Linked DNA regions of Callithrix jacchus: region 2 is linked to region 1. A link is a contact called in public Hi-C data. All regions are on one chromosome and are shown on one strand. Each heading gives the region's core, a stretch centred on a gene start, on an enhancer-like site or on the middle of the called end of the contact. The rest is flanking DNA. Distances are from core to core; before and after follow the strand shown.

Region 1 (7,509 bases), core at 1,707-4,206:
ACTATCTGTTGACCTGACCCTCAAAGACAGGTCAGTACTGGCTTCCAATTCCCTTACTGCCAGCGAGGGAAGCCACAAACCTTTGCTGGCCTCCTGGTACTTGCGCTTGGCATTAGCACTGTCCCGTGCCAGGGCTCGATACTGGCTCTTCAGCTTCTCAATGTCCTGGCTGTGGGTCTAGGGAGAGAGAAGAGGCCAGTGTGGGGGGAGCAGGTCCCCAAATAAGGAAGGTTCTTGCCTGGGATGAAGCCCTGGAAAGGTCCTGTCACCAGCAAGGAGCACCTGGAGACTTCTGGGAAAGCTGGCTGCTAAGCTGAGGGTCAAAGGTCAGAGGGCCTGTTAAAGACAAGCCCCTTAGGGAGGCAAAGAGGTGGACTACAGGCTACAGCCGTCCCTCCTTGGTCTGGGAGCAGTAGCCCGGTGGTAGGCAGGGCCAGCTGCAGGTGTGTGCAGCCTGTGCAGTCACACACATGCAGGGCGTCCACATGTAGACAGGCCCTGTGCTGGGTCTCATGCCCCATTACTGCCACACCTTGAAATTCTTAACAATCTTTTAACAAAGAGCCCCACAATCTCATTTTGTGCTGGGTCCTGCAAATTATATACTTGACAGTAGAAACAGATGAGAGCTGAGACCAGAGTCTCACCCCAGTTCTCCTGTTTATGTGCTGGGATACATTGGGCAAGGCCCCAACCTCAGTTTCCCCATCTGTAACTGAGCTAAAGACCTTGACTAAATTAGTCTTTTTCTTTTTTGTTTTCTTTTTTTTTGTTTTTTTTTTGAGACAGAGTCTCACTCTATCCCCCAAGCTGGAGTACAGTGGCACAATCTCAGCTCACTGTAACCTCTGCCTCCCAGGTTCAAGTGATTCTCCTGCCTCAGCCTCCCCAGAATAGATGGGACTACAGGCGCACACTACCACACCTGGCTAATTTTTGTATTTTTAGTAGAGATGGGGTTTCACTATATTGGCCAGGCTTGTCTCAAACTCCTGACTTCGTGATCCACCTGCCTGGGCCTCCCAAAGTGTTGGGATTACAGATGTGAGCCACCACCCCCAGCGGATCACTTTCTTTCCTAAATGGCCGGATAGTAAATAAATATTCCAGGCTTGTAGGCCATACCGTCTCTATCCTAATTACTCAACTCCGCCATTGTAGCCACCAACAGCATGAAAACAAAGAGGCAAAGCTGTGTTCCAGCAAAATCTGATACAAATAGGCTAACCCTCAAATTCGAGATATCTTTTGGGGAGAGGAGTAGGGCCAGGGCTGACACCAGGGGCCGCTGTGGGTCCATGGCAAGGCTGGGCTCTGCACTTGAGGAAGGGGTGTGGTGCAGGGAGGCTGACCCACACACTGAATGGGGGTACTGGGCTCCCAGATAAAGAGCCAGCTCCAAATCACACAGCCCCTAGACCAAGGAGCTGGTGGGAGTCAAACCTGACATCACAGCCCGAGTCCTTGGTCTTCAGGGGGCCATGCTGCTGCCCAGTCTCTGGGGCCATGTGAGGAGCCTGCCTAGGTCGAAGGCAATGAGACTGACCCTCTTATTCCTCTCCATGACTCTCAGAACCCGGGGCCAGGTGGCCCAGTGTGGAGGCAAGCACCGATTCTGAGCTTCTCATAGGCAAATGTCTAGCCACTCATCCTTCCATTCCCAGCACTTTGCCCAGGCACAGAAAGAGCACAGACACCTTGCTGCAAGCAAGCCCAACGTGGGGGGTGGGGGGCGGGGGGGTGGGGAGAGGAAGCTGCATCAAGGTTGGAGCAGGCCAGGCCTGTGGTCAGGGACTTCCACTTCCCCAGTGAGTCCACCGACTCTTGTGCAAAACCACCCCTTGGAGGCTCAAAATTTAGACAGAAGTGACCGAAGTCCTGTGCCGCCCACCCACCTTGGTGAGCTCCTGCTGCAGCTGCTGCCACTGCTCGCTGTAGGTCTTGCGAAGCTGCTGCCGCTCCCGGATGAGCAGGCTCAGCTTGCTCAGGGGCCCTGAGTTCAGGTCCTCTGCGTGCTGCCGCAGCAACCGGCTCAGGCCCTCTGTCTGGCTGGTGATCTCCGCCCAGGACTAAAGCACAGGAAAGGGGAGGCAGGGAGGAGGGGACCATGGCTCCCAAGCCTGGGCCTGCCAAATCTCCAACCGCTCCTCCAGAGGGCCCCCAGGAGAGGAAGGGGAAGGCAGAGCCAGCCAGCACCCACAAGAGTCCCGCAGAGGCCCACCTGGCTGATGGGGCTGTCCAGAATGCCCCGGCTCTGGCCCCCGCCGTCCTGCAGGGACATGTGGTGAAGCAGCCCGGCATATTCCCTGTCACTCTTGACCCGCTGGGCCATCCACTTCCTCATGCCCTCCAGGAGCCGGAGCTCAGCCTCCTGCATCTGCTGCAGGACCCCATGGCCCTGGGGGCTGCACAGCTCCGAAGAGAAGCCCATAGTGCGGGCCTGGGGACAGAAAGGGGGCTAGCCGTCAGGGTGAGGCAGCAGCTGGAGACGCAGGCGTCGGACGAGGAGGCTGGGACTGGAGGATTGGGATGGACTGCAGATGGGGGAAGGTGGAGTCCTGCCTCGTTCACACACAGCCGGGGGTACACAGCAGCAGCCTGGCCTGGTCACTGGCCCTCATTGCTTCCCGAGCGCCAGAGGTCCCCTCCCCCATCCAGGAACAGGAGCCAACCTGGATCCTCCCTCCCCAGGCCCTTCCACCCACCACCTTTTACAGGGACACCCTCTCCCAGGTCCTCGACAGGCTAAGCCTGCACCAGCTGAATCCTCAGGCGGCTGTGAGCCCTGCCCCTGCGGCCATCCCGGCCTTCCGCGGTCCCTACCCGTACCCGGTGCGTCTCCGGCCCTCAGAATGCCCGCCTGGCCCCTGCCCGCCGCGCCCCCCCAGCTATTCCGGGCCCTGGGGCTGGCGTTACCCGCGCGGGCAGCTGCTCCTGGGGCGGCCTCGGACAGACTCAGGCCCGGTGCCGACCCCGGCCAGTTCCTGATTCCGCGCTTCCTCCTCCGTGGTTTCAGTTGGCCTCGGCCCTGGGGCGGGCCTGGAGGGGAAGGGGCGGGCAGGAGCTGCTCGACGGCCTCGACGCCTGCCAGCCCCCCTGCTCCGCGCTGGGCCACAGCCTCCAGCCGGCTGCGCGGCCACGGAAACGGAAGGGAGGAGGGGGCCGGGAAAGAATGGCTCAGCTGAGCGCCGCCTGCGCCCTGCAGCCCCTGGGCCCCGTAGCGCCCCGGGAACACCGGGAAGGGGCGCAAGGTGGGGGCGGCGTTGCAGGGCAAGGCCCCAGGCAGATGCTGGACCCAGGGAAGCCGGGGGTGTCGGTGGCTGAGGGGAGGCGCGCAGTCCTAGCACCAGGCCTGGGCCACCGCAGGAGAGGACCAGGGAACCCTGGGCCAGCTCTCCCCACCTCATGGTATTCCCTAAGGAGAGGCTCAGGCGCCAGCTTCTATTTGAATAAAATTTCCAAGTAAATATCCCGAACAGAGGCTGCTTCTCAGGGACAGGCCCTGGTGGCTCCGACTCCATCCTCCTACCCCCAGGCAGGGGCTTCCTGTCCTAAGGGAGGCCTAGGGCATTCAGAGGGCAGGGGCTGGTGGGTGGAGAGGTGCAGAGTTTTCCATGTGGGACTCTGGCTTCCCCTAGCAAGTAGTCTTGGTTCAGCTAGGCCCCCGCTTTAGGCCTCAGCCCCATAGCCCTGGCAGCCAGGTCACTTCAGCCCAGGAAGGCACAATATGCCCAGTTGCTCTTCACACTGCTGGAGACAAGTCCTTTGGAAGTGCTCTCTGCTCAGCTCCTAAGGTTCAGGGGTCACCGGCCCCACCCCAGGGGGCTGCCTCCTTCCACTAGGGCTGGTACAACCTCCAACCCCTTGGAGGACTTTGGCCGTCTGACTCAAGCCCACATCCAGGCAGGCTGGCCACTGCGAAGGCCTAACTGGCCCCCAGCCGCCATGAAGGGGCAATGGTACCACACTGGAGACTGGCCCTGGTTTGCATAGTCTGCACGTTTAATCACTTTAAAACCTCTAACATTATCTCGTGTCCATTAAATAGAACCAACAATGCTGGGCCTGTTTAAATTACAAGAAAAAAATCACTGTGCACCAACCCAGTGTCTTACAAAACCAGCCGGGCTGGCCAAGAGGGTGGGGGGATGGGAGGAGGGGGCACCCCTGGGCAGGTGGCTGGGTACCAGGAATGGCTAGGGGAAAGAAAAGGGGGCTCCCAGGTTGGAGGGGACTGATTGTCCTAATGGGAGGGGTGCAAAAGGCACGTCAGAAGAGGGGTTTTGGGGGGCTTGCCAGGTCAGTGCTTTCTCCACCAGGGCACAGTGTTGAGGGGGCTGAGTGTCACCACCTGCCCACCCCTGGCACTTGGAGAGCCAGTGACCTCTGGGCCCTTGGCTTGGCGAGCCCCACTTGAAAACAGATGTTAGCCTGCCCTCCCACCAGGGGACCCCCTTTCCTCCAGCCCACCTGGCTGGCCTGCCTCTTCAGGACTTGGGGCTCAACTTTTCCTCACTCCTCAGAACATGCTGCAGCCCCCACAGCTCAGGGCCAGGGCAGCCAAGGAGGAGCATGGTGGACGGTGGGTGTGAGAAGGTGGGTAGTCCAGCTGCTACCCCCATTAAAAATACAAAACAAATCATCAGCATCTAAAGTGAAATCATCACAAAGTGAAAATATATCCTCAAACAGCCCCTGAGATCCCCACAGGGGAAAGCAGCATCGGGTGGGAGGCCAGAGAGGCTGGCTGGGCCACCGCCCCTCCCCACCACCCACCCAGGGGCTCCAGGTCTGTGAGTGCCAACAGCTCAGGCAGCCCGGGCTCAGAAAACAGGGACTTGGGCCCCAACCAGAGAGGCGGGTGCAAGAGAAGGGAGGGTGGCGAGGACACCAGCACAGGGTTCTGACAGCTTCCGCCTTAGCTGTGCCAACCTGGCAGCCAGTGGTTGTGGAGACATGGAGCACAAGGTGGGCCAGGGGACACTGGCCACGTGCACACCCAGAGGCACCTGCCTTGCCTTGGTCCCTTCCTATGATGGCTGCTGCCGCCAAGACTCACTAGAGCTAGGGGACAGGGTGGAGGATGCGAAAGCCCTTGGAGAGGTGGCCTCCTCCCACAAATGCCTCCCAGGCCAGCCTCCCAACTGCCTGGATGGGGACCATTATTGCTTTAGAGGGACAGGGAAGGGCAAGAGCGGTGGCCTGGGTCAGGAATCCCAACAAGCAAGGGCTGCCCATCTTCACTCCGCAGGAACTCTGGCTGTGGCCGGGGCTGGCTGCCCTGAAGGTTTCACTCCTTTCTCCACATGGAGGGGGCACTGAGGGTAGGATGGGAAGCAGTCTCCACCCCTCTTGCCTCCCAGCTGGGGTCCAAACCCAGTCCCAAGATAAAAAAATACTTTGGTGAATTAAAAAGTGCCCAAGGAGGGGATTGGCTTGAGGGGGTGGGCAGTGGGCTCATCAGAGGGCGCTCTGGTCTTTGATAAAGGCGGTCCTCTCGCCCCGGCCCTCATCCTCTTCTGAGTCGGATGGACACTCCTCCTGCCAGGCTTCAGGGGGCAGCCCCTTATAGGAGATGAGGCCACGGTCCATGGTGTACACCTTCACCCCCCGGAAGCTAAAGCCAGAGCGCAGCTGCAGGACCAGGAAGACAGTGACGAAGACCAGCACGATGAAGGCGCAGCTGAGGCCGGCCACCACCTCAGGCAGGTGAGAGGGCAGCAGGCCTGCCCGCAGCCGCGGCTCCTCCTCCACCTCTGGGGGCAGCCGGGGTGGTGGCTGCTGCTCTGGCGGGGACTCTCGGCTGCTCTGGCTTTGCCGGGAGCAAGTTTGCTCCACAGGGTCCAAAGAGGCGTGGCTGGGGCAGCTGAGGCAGTCTGTGGGGGCCGGTCCCTGGCATGTGGCACATGAGGCATGGCAGGGGGCGCAGATGCTGGCCCGGATGGTCTCCACATCATTCTCGGTGCTATAGTGTGTATCCAGAACTTGGGGGGCAAAACCTGGAGGGCAGTGCTGCACGCAGCTCTTCTGGTGCAGGGAGAAGCCTTCCTCACACACTGTCGGCGTAGGAGAGAGGGTGAGTGTGTGTCAGCTACAGAGACTGTAGCCATAGGGCCACAGCTGCCCCAGGGCAACTCACCACACCCCCAGGCTTCCCCAGCCCCAGGACTGTGGTTATCCCAAGCACCCCAGGTCTCTTGAGACCTTTTTCTCTTAAAGCTGGGATTCAGGACAAGCACCCGCCTTCCCCCTAGACTCAGGCCCCCAAAGCCCAACAGTACCCACTACTGACCCACACAGGCCTGGCTGGATGTGAGGGTCTTGCAGCCGCTGCTTTCAGGAGGTACAGGCAGCCCCTCAGGAGCTGTGCCATAGAGCACGAGGGTGAACTTGGTCAACGTCCCTATTCCAGAGAGGGAAGTAGGCAAAAGTGGGATAGTGCTGGCACCATGCCCAGCGCCCCAGGTCCTGCCAGCCCTCCTCGTACCCCTGCCCCTCAAGTGCCCCCAGTACCATAGTTGTTGGCTTCACTGGTGTTTTCAATCTCTAGGATCCACTCGCCAGAGGGATCTTCATCCCAGGCGTGAGTTGTCATGAAGGCCCAGTCATTAAACCCATCTGCGGAGTAGTCATGCGGCCTGGGAAGGGGGGTGCCACAGCCCTCTGAGGCCTCTGGGGGACCCCAGGCCAGGGACACCTCACCCACAACACACAGGACACACACCCTTTCCCCACACAGACCAACCCCACGGGGCCGGAAGCGCCTGCTGGCTTGGCTGTTTCTCAGTGAGCCAGATGTGCTCAATGGGGGATTCTAGAAAGGTACAGGCACCGGACAAGGTGGGGCACACTACAGACGTTAAATGGGGGCAAGCCAGGGATTCCTGCAGCCAATAACGGTCCCCCGGGACAAAGCTGTCCTTCCTGAAATGTCACGAGTGCCCCCTGGGCCATGTGAGTGAGCGAAGGCAAGTCTGCAGGCTGTGAGGGAGGTGGCGCTGGGCAGGGCGGGCAGGGGCAGAGCAAGCACCTGGCTGCCAGCAGGGTGGAGCGGGTGCCCATGGGGCTGACCAGGTGGATGGCCAGGTCGCCACGGCGATTATAGGACAGTGTGAGCCGCGCCTGAGCGTGCTCCAGCCGGGTGATGTGGTTGGGCTCGCCCAGGCAGGCAGTCACAGTCTTCCGCACCTCGAGCCGCTTCCCGATGTCTCTGTGCAGGAGAGCACTGTGAGGGTCAGCCAGGCCTGGAGGGACCAGCGGGTACCCCCTGCGACTCTCAGGTCCCACCGGCCCCCTCCCAGCCAGGGGCCAGCCCTCACTTGGGCTCGGTGAGGATGTCAATGATGCACTTCCGCTGGGGGGGCACTGTGGTCCAATTCCGGGCCAGGGCGACCATTGCGCCTGCATCCAAAAGCCCGTAGCCATATGAGTGGCTCACTGTGGGGACAGGGAAGGTGGGGACAGGGAAGGTGGGGTCAGCGGGGGGCACAGAGGGCCTTCCACCGAACT
Region 2 (7,341 bases), core at 4,304-6,803, 59 kb after region 1:
CTACAGTAACATTTACTGAGAGCTGGGCTCCACGCTATGGGCCGAGCAGACATTATCCTGTTAGTCCTCATAATCCCCGAGTTGATCCCAGTGTAGTGCTGTTATGAGCTCCCTGAGGCACAGAGAAGTTAAAAAATTTGCTCAAGGTCACACAGCAGGTGGTAAAATTGGCCTTTGACCCCAAGCAATATGACTCTGGGGCCATTGATAGTCTAAGACATTGGAGGCCAGGCGCGGTGGCTCATGCTTGTAATTCCAGCACTTTGGGAGGCCAAGGTGGGTGGATCACCTGAGGTCAGGAGTTCAAGACCATCCTGGACAACATGGTGAAATTCTGTAAAAATACAAAAAATTAGCCAGGCATGGTAGTATGCGCCTATAATCCCAGCTATTGTGGAGGCTGAGGCAGGAGAATCGCTCGAACCCAGGAAGCGGAGGTTGCAGTAAGCCAAGATCGTGCCACTGCACTCCAGCCTGGGTGACAGAGCAAGACTGTGTCTCCAAAAAAAAAAAATTAGCTGGATGTGGTGGCAGTAGCCTGTAGTCCCAGCTACTTGGGAGGATGAGGTATGAGAATCACTTGCAACTGGGAGGCAGATGTTGCAGGAGCTGAGATTGTGTCATTGCACTCCAGTCTGGCTGACTGAGTGAGACCCTGTCTCAAAAAAAAAAAAAAAAGAAAAGAAAAGCAACTGGTAGGTGAGGCTGGCTGCATCCTGTTCTCCCAGCTCAGGCCTTTGGGTCCTGCTGGGGCCCGGGCAGGAAGAGCGGGTTCTGAGCAAAGCCTGCAATCTCGTTTTTCTAGAACGCCTTCATCACACGTTGGCGCCTAAGGCCCCTGTCCAGGAGTTCTCAACAGACTGTATCTTCAAGTGGCACTTTCCGGGTCCGGCAGGGAATCAGGACTCTGTTCTCAGGCAGATTTGGGTCGTCACTTGACCCCATTTGACCCCCAGGCTGGCAGGGCCTGGGAAGTGTCAGTTTACACTTGTTTCCAGAGTTTTAAAGGAGGTTTCCTTGGCCTCTTGAACACTGCAAAATGCCTGCTGGGAGTGTATTTCTGCTCTTGCTTCCTGGCTGCCGAGTATCCCTTTAAGTTCCGAGTCTCTCTAAGAGGCCCTCTGGGGTTGGAAGGGGCTGAGAACCCTGGCTTTGCCATGAGTCCCTTTCCTGAAAATGGCTCCTGGGCAAGGTTATTATACTTCCACATTGTCAAACGCTCTCCCTTGGATCCCCAGCCCACCCCCACAGGCCTGTCCAACTTGAGGATGGAGGTGACAGCTGTACAGAGTCTAATGACCACCCCCCTTTTTCTTGAGACAGGATCTCACTCTGTTGCCCAGGCTGGAGTCCAGTGGTATAGTCACGACTCACAGCATCTCAACTTCCCGGACTCAAGAGATCCTCCTGCCTCAGCCTCCTGAGTAGCTGGAACTACAAGAGCACACCACCAGCCTGGCTATTTTAAAAAATTTTTTTGGTAGAGACGGGGGTCCTGCTATGTTGCCCAGGCTGGTCTTGAACTCCTAGGCTTAAGGGATCCTCCCACTTTGGCCCCCCAAAGTGCTGGGATTCCAGCTGTGAGCCACTGCACCCTACTCCTCACTTTTGCAGATGGGAAACCAAGGATGAAAAAGAGGAGAATGCCTTGTCCAAAACCTCAAAGTGAAAATTCCCAGCAGCTGCGATTTGTATTCACCCGGGCCTGGCAGCATTGGGACCACTGGGAGGCTGGATGGAAAAGCACATTCTTGGGGCACACCCCAGACTTGCTGCATTGAAGCCGGGTCACAGCCAGCCCTTCAGGTGACTGAGGCGAACACACGTTTGAGAACCACTGGCCTGGCCCTTGCCTTTCAGCTGGGACTGAGGTTCTGCACAGGTAGGACCCAGTGACCAACTTTCACCCCTCAACTGCTCCATGTGCCTTGGTCCCCACAAAAGCCTTCCTTGCACACAAGTAAACTCTGGAAGCACAGGATAGCAAGGAGAGCTAGAAGCAGACACTGGTGGTTATGACGGCTCTCATGTGATAGACAATGTGGCTCTGAAGTGGGGAAACGGGCTTGCTGTTTCAGCACAGACAAGACACCAACTGACCCAAAACATCAGTACATGCACAAAAGAAAACCTAGGCTGGACACGCTGGCTTACGCCTGTAATTCCAGCACTTCGGGAGGCTGAGGTGGGCGAATCACCTGAGGTCGGGAGTTCAAGACCAGCCTGGCCAACATGGAGGAACCCCATCTCTACTAAAAATACAAAAATTAGACAGGTGTGGTGGTGCATGCCTATAATCCCAACTACTCGAGAGGCTGAGGCAGGAGAATCACTTGAACCTGGGAGGCGGAGGTTGCAGTGAGCTGAGATCGCATCACTGCACTCCAGCCTAGGTGACAGAGAGAGACTCCATCTGAAAAAAAAAAAAAAGCCAGGCACTGTGGCTCACGCCTATAATCCCAGCACTTTGGGAGGCTGAGGCGGGTGGATCACGAGGTCAAGAGATCGAGACCATCCTGGTCAATGAGGTGAAATCCCATCTCTACTAAAAATACAAAAATTACCTGGGCATGGTGGTGCATGCTTGTAGTCCCAGCTACTTGGGAGGCTGAGGCAGGAGAATTGCTTGAACCCAGAAGGTGGAGGTTGCTGTGAGCCGATATCGTGCCATTGCACTCCAGTCTGGGTAACAACAGTGAAACTCCGTCTAAAAAAAAAAAAAAAGAAAGAAAGCCTAAGTGAAAACGGAAGCCAGCTGGAAAACTGCTTCTCCTTGTCCAGATGAAGCCAGCAGGTCACAAGGGAGCCTTTGGTGACCTGGGCCACCATCCCCATCAGCCTGGTGCTGACTGTGGGGCTGCAGGATTTTAAGGCCCTGTCTCCTCCTCCTAGCTTATCCTCCCATGGGAGGCCGTGAGGCAGATGTCTTCACAGTGCCCCTTCACCCACTCACCCACATATCCGCTCATGTATCCATCCAACAAGCTATTATTAGGCACCTGCTGTGTGCCAAGTCCCTGGGGCTATAACCCAGATCTGGGGCAAAGGTGCAGCCCTAAGCTGAGCCTGTGGGGCAGGAAACCTGGCAAGTGGGCTGGGGTCACCCCCATTGTGCCCGCTCCCTGAGCTGGAGCCCATACAGGCAGGTGGCCCAGCCTGGGGTGCACATGTCCTACCAGTGAGACGGTGGCCAGGCTGGTACAGGGCCTTTCCCCTCAGGAATAGGGTCCCACAGTGGGCGCCATGTCCTTTCTGTTCTTCCTAGGTGAGGAGAAGACCAGCAAGGCGAGCACAGGGTGGCTTCAGCAGGGGTGGCTGGACCCTGGAATGGTCAGCCTGGAGGTCACTTGGCCACTTCAGCCCCCTGAGCACCCTCCCCCATGTCCACTGGCCCCGGGCTGGCCCTGGGGTCTTCACCCCCATCCCCACATACCCCAACACTGCTCTCTCCTTCTCCCATGGTGTTTCCCTCCCTGCCTGTGCCCTGGTTGAAGGCTGAACCATGCTGGAGCTCTGCTCTGGCCAAGAAATGTTTGTGGAATATCTGACCAAAAGGCTGCCGCAGCCACCCTGGAGGCCAGACCAGGTGGCGTGTTTATGGTGCCGATGAGACACTGGGGCTCAGAGAGGCCACAGAGCTTGCCAAGGGCACTCAGTGGCTGAGGAAGGGGCCAGGTCCCGCCCACTCCAGACCTGGTGGTGACGATGGTGCGAGGGTGGATCCCTGTCCTGGTTTGCACATCCACCGTGCAGGCAGGTGTCTGCAGTGGGGCTGGCATGGGCCGACCTTGGTTTCCCTGGCGCTGACTGCTGAGCTCGCCTTTGGGGTTAGCAGGGCTAACTGCCTCCCGGTCACAGTGGCTCAAGGCTCCCACAGCGGAGGGGGCCACCCCTGCCTGAGCCAAGGCAGGGCTCTGGGCAGAAGTCCTGGTGTCTCTCGGGGTCTCTGATGTCCTTCCTTCCAGGTGGGGGTTTCAGGTCTGTTAATGGTGGCTCTCTCTTCAGACCCTTACTCTGCGTTAGCAGTTCCGGGGGCACCACTGCCACCTCCCGCCCCAAGGGTCCCTACTCCAGGTTTCACCCCACTGAGGAGGGTGTTCCTTGTGGGAAGCAGGGACCTGAGCTGTCTGCTCCACTCCTGGCCCGGGTATAGTGCCAGGGCCTGACCTTCATGGGGCCTTGTGGCTCCTGGCAGGGACTGAGTAGATGGGGCTGGGACAGGCAGACGCCTGTGGCCTGTGTGTGGGACCCATGGGGACAAACAGGCTCTCTGGGTGAACTCCCGCATCCTGAATAGACCCGAGCCAAGAGCCAGAGATGCCTCACCGTCCCTGGGGATTTCTGGACTCCAGTTCTGGCTTCCATCAACCTTCTTGTCCCATCCTTCTTTCCAGTGGTGACTCTGTGGGGCAGGGTCCACAGTCCACCCCAACCAGGGAGGGTTTTCTCTCTTCCTCTCCTGCCAACAGGGAGCTCGGTCCAGCCTGGGAGAGCCTTTCTGGGTGGGGGGACAACAGAGTGAGTGTATTTTGAGAAGCAGGAGACTTCTGCAGGCCGAGAGGCTTGTCCCAAAGTCCTGGGTCTGCCCTGCCCAGCTGCAGAGCTGAGCCCCTGCCTCCCAGAGGAGGCTGTACTCAACAGCTGGAGCACGCAGCAGGGTCTGGGCCTGGCTTGGGTCCCCTGGGTGTGCCCCGCCAGCTGGCTTCTGTGAGCCCTGGCTTTGAGGCCGCATGGGGCTGTGGCAGCTGCCCCGAGGGAGAAGTGGCTGCTGGAGCCCCTGGGGATTCCACCTCAGCCACCATGGAAGACCCCTCAGCCATTGTCTCTGCCCAAAGGCCTCTGCCAGCTCGAGGTCCCAGACTGGGGGGTCCCCACCAGGTAGCAGCTCCGAGCCAGAGAAAGAGCCGGGTGGGGACTCTGGGAGGGTGGGCCTCAGGTCTCACAACAGCTCCAGACTGCTGCAAGAGTGGGAGAAGCAGCAGTTTCTTAAGAAGAGCGAGAGGGCTTGGACCACAGCCTCTGCTTCCTCTTCTGGAGAAAAGCCGCAGCTCAGCGGTGCTGCCTGATAATTCTGCAGCCTCTGTCCCTGGAGTCTGCAGCAGAGGCCTGGAGTTTTGAGCAGGCGACAGCAGGTGGCCCCTGAGGCTCTGGGTGGAAAGTGGGGTTGGGGGAGGAGGGTGGACAGTTCAGGGAAAGAGCTCAGGTTCTTGATGCCACCGAACTTCTAGTCTGAGCTGGAGTACTTTTGAGAATGAAAGTGAGCTATGTTAATCATCACACCCGGACAACAGATGTAAACCGGACTCTCAGGGCAAGTCGAGATGTGTGTTACCCTACTTACCACCGCTTCCTAGCTGCGTGGATTTGGGCAAGTTACATAACCTCTCTGAATTCTGGTTTCTGCATAAAAAAGGCCAACATCCTGTGCCTGCCTCCCAGGGCTGTGGGAGGGATGGAAGAAGTCAATTTCCTGGGTTCCCAGAACAGCCCTTAGCACAGGGCTCTCTGTGCTTGTTCTCTTCCTCTGAGAGTGGTGGGTTCCCTGTTCCTGGAGGTGAGCAAGGGCCTGTCTGCCAGCGTTCTGCAACGTGAGGAATGTGAGGGCCTCAGCAGGGTGTGTGTGCAGCTGCAGAGTCAGAGTCCAGTCGGGCCTGTGCCCTTCCAACGGGTGACAGTGACTATGGGAGAGTCAGGCCTTCCTGTACCTCGGGGAGAACAAGTCCGTGATGAGTCCCAGGCTGGCCTTCCCTGGTGGTCTTGTATCTCCTCCTGCCCCAGGTGGTGGCGATTTGTGCCCATGGAGGGCTGCCAGCAGGGCCCAGCCCAGAGAAGCTTTGCTGTCACTGTGGATCTGTCTTTGGCTTCAAGGCCTTGGCATTGGTTCAGGGCAAGTTTTCCTGCTTCGTCCCTCCTGGGGTTGCACTTGGCAAATGCAGAGCCTTCCCTGGGGGGGGGGGTCCGGGAGGGCTGGAGGATGAGCTGGAGGAAGGAGGCTGCTTGCATTTTCTGTGTCTATTCTCGGGTCCTGAGAAACTGAGCAGAGCCTGTTCCAACCTAGAATGTTTTCAAGAGCTGGGTGTGGGCCTGGCTCTGCTGCTTGTGGTCATTTGAGTTAGGCAAGTCAGAGGTCTCCAGGCCTCAGGTTCCTTGTTGGGAGGCAGGGGTGAACCACCATCAGCTCTTCCCAGGACACAGGGAAGGGCTGTGGGTAGGGTGGGGCCCACACGGCCTCTGTGCTCCACCTTCAGGATCCACGCACGTTACCTTCCTCTGTTCCCCCACAGCCCTGGGAGCCCCTGGAGGCAGAGCTTGCAACCTTGAGGGCTAACTCATCTCCAGAAGGAACAAGGGGACGTGGTCAGAGCCCAGCAGTGGTGCGTCTGCACCAGAATCCACCCCCACCACCAAGGCCTGAGCTGCTGCAGCAGGTGGAATGATGTGTCCCACCAGATGCCCTGGCTGGACAAGCAACTCTCCAAGGTGGCCTCACACTGGGGACATTACCCCAGGGGTCTCCTTTCCACTCCTCACTGCCAGAAAAGGTTCTTCTGGTCAGAAGGACAGCCTCTGAAAATGTCAGATCTGGAAGGCAGCTGAGCTGATGGCACGCAGCCCTCAGCAAACTCGCCTGGCCAGTCCCCACCATTAAACGCAAAGCCAAAGCCCACAGGTGGCAGTTGAGGCTCGCGGGCAGCCGAGGAGGCAGGAAGTAGGTATGCTGCCACAAGTGTGGGTCCCTCTCAGCACTGAGTCCCCAGGGCTTCCTACCAACCCTCTCCTCACACCTGTGGCAGAGGCAGGGTCTCCCCAGCTACACCCTCCCGAGTGATGTCACAGGTAACATCAACAGGTAACATCACACGAAGGGCAGGCCAACGTGTGGCATTTCGCGACCTATGCCACTTCCTCGCTGCGTGGGAACCGGGCAAAGGTGACCTACAGCTAAGAAACACACGACTCCAAAAACAGGGCCACTGGAGTTCAGGAAAGAGAGGCCAAAATCCTACCTAAGATGCTGGGGCCAACCGGCCCATTATGGAGGATCCTGAAAGGTGAGGCCACCGCAATGCCAAAGGACTACAGTGACCGCCACTTGCTCCCACCCAAACCATCTGTCAATCACTCTCACGCCAACCCCAAATATTGGGATATTATCCAGTGTGGATAATTTGTAGGCAAAAAAATGCTTTCACATGGTTTTATCATTTTTAATCAGGGAGACTGACCATTTTCATGTTTGCGGAAGATGTGTATTCCTCCCACTCAGTTGCCCAGGCTGGAGTGCAGTGGCACGATCTCAGCTTACTGCCTCCTGGGTTCAAGCCATTCTTCTGCCTCAGC

What was found. A called contact is a pair of places that touch in the nucleus more often than the background predicts.
Region 2: a Hi-C map of induced pluripotent stem cells shows a contact between it and region 1, with 1.9 times the contacts expected there. The contact joins the enhancer-like site here to the promoter of FES in region 1. A contact is called at or near these places in 2 of 3 Hi-C or Micro-C datasets (induced pluripotent stem cells and skeletal muscle).

Annotation. Positions count from the first base shown.
Region 1 is chr6:19,545,295-19,552,803 of calJac240_pri, forward strand. FES (FES proto-oncogene, tyrosine kinase) reads right to left here and starts at 2,957. Exons shown (of 19, transcript XM_054257241.2): 1 at 2,824-2,957; 2 at 2,222-2,440; 3 at 1,896-2,069; 4 at 81-177. The coding sequence starts at 2,431. It overlaps FURIN (furin, paired basic amino acid cleaving enzyme), which reads right to left. Exons shown (of 16, transcript XM_008998388.5): 12 at 7,320-7,437; 13 at 7,031-7,210; 14 at 6,514-6,638; 15 at 6,293-6,403; 16 at 3,980-6,056. The coding sequence ends at 5,461.
Region 2 is chr6:19,601,803-19,609,143 of calJac240_pri, forward strand. BLM (BLM RecQ like helicase) reads right to left here. Exons shown (of 25, transcript XM_078326814.1): 25 at 7,195-7,341. Among named protein-coding and RNA genes, the nearest start is that of FURIN, 41 kb to the left of the region's middle. Within about 2 kb of position 5,554, at least 5 of the 16 cell types and tissues checked have an H3K27ac peak or open chromatin away from gene starts, as enhancers often do.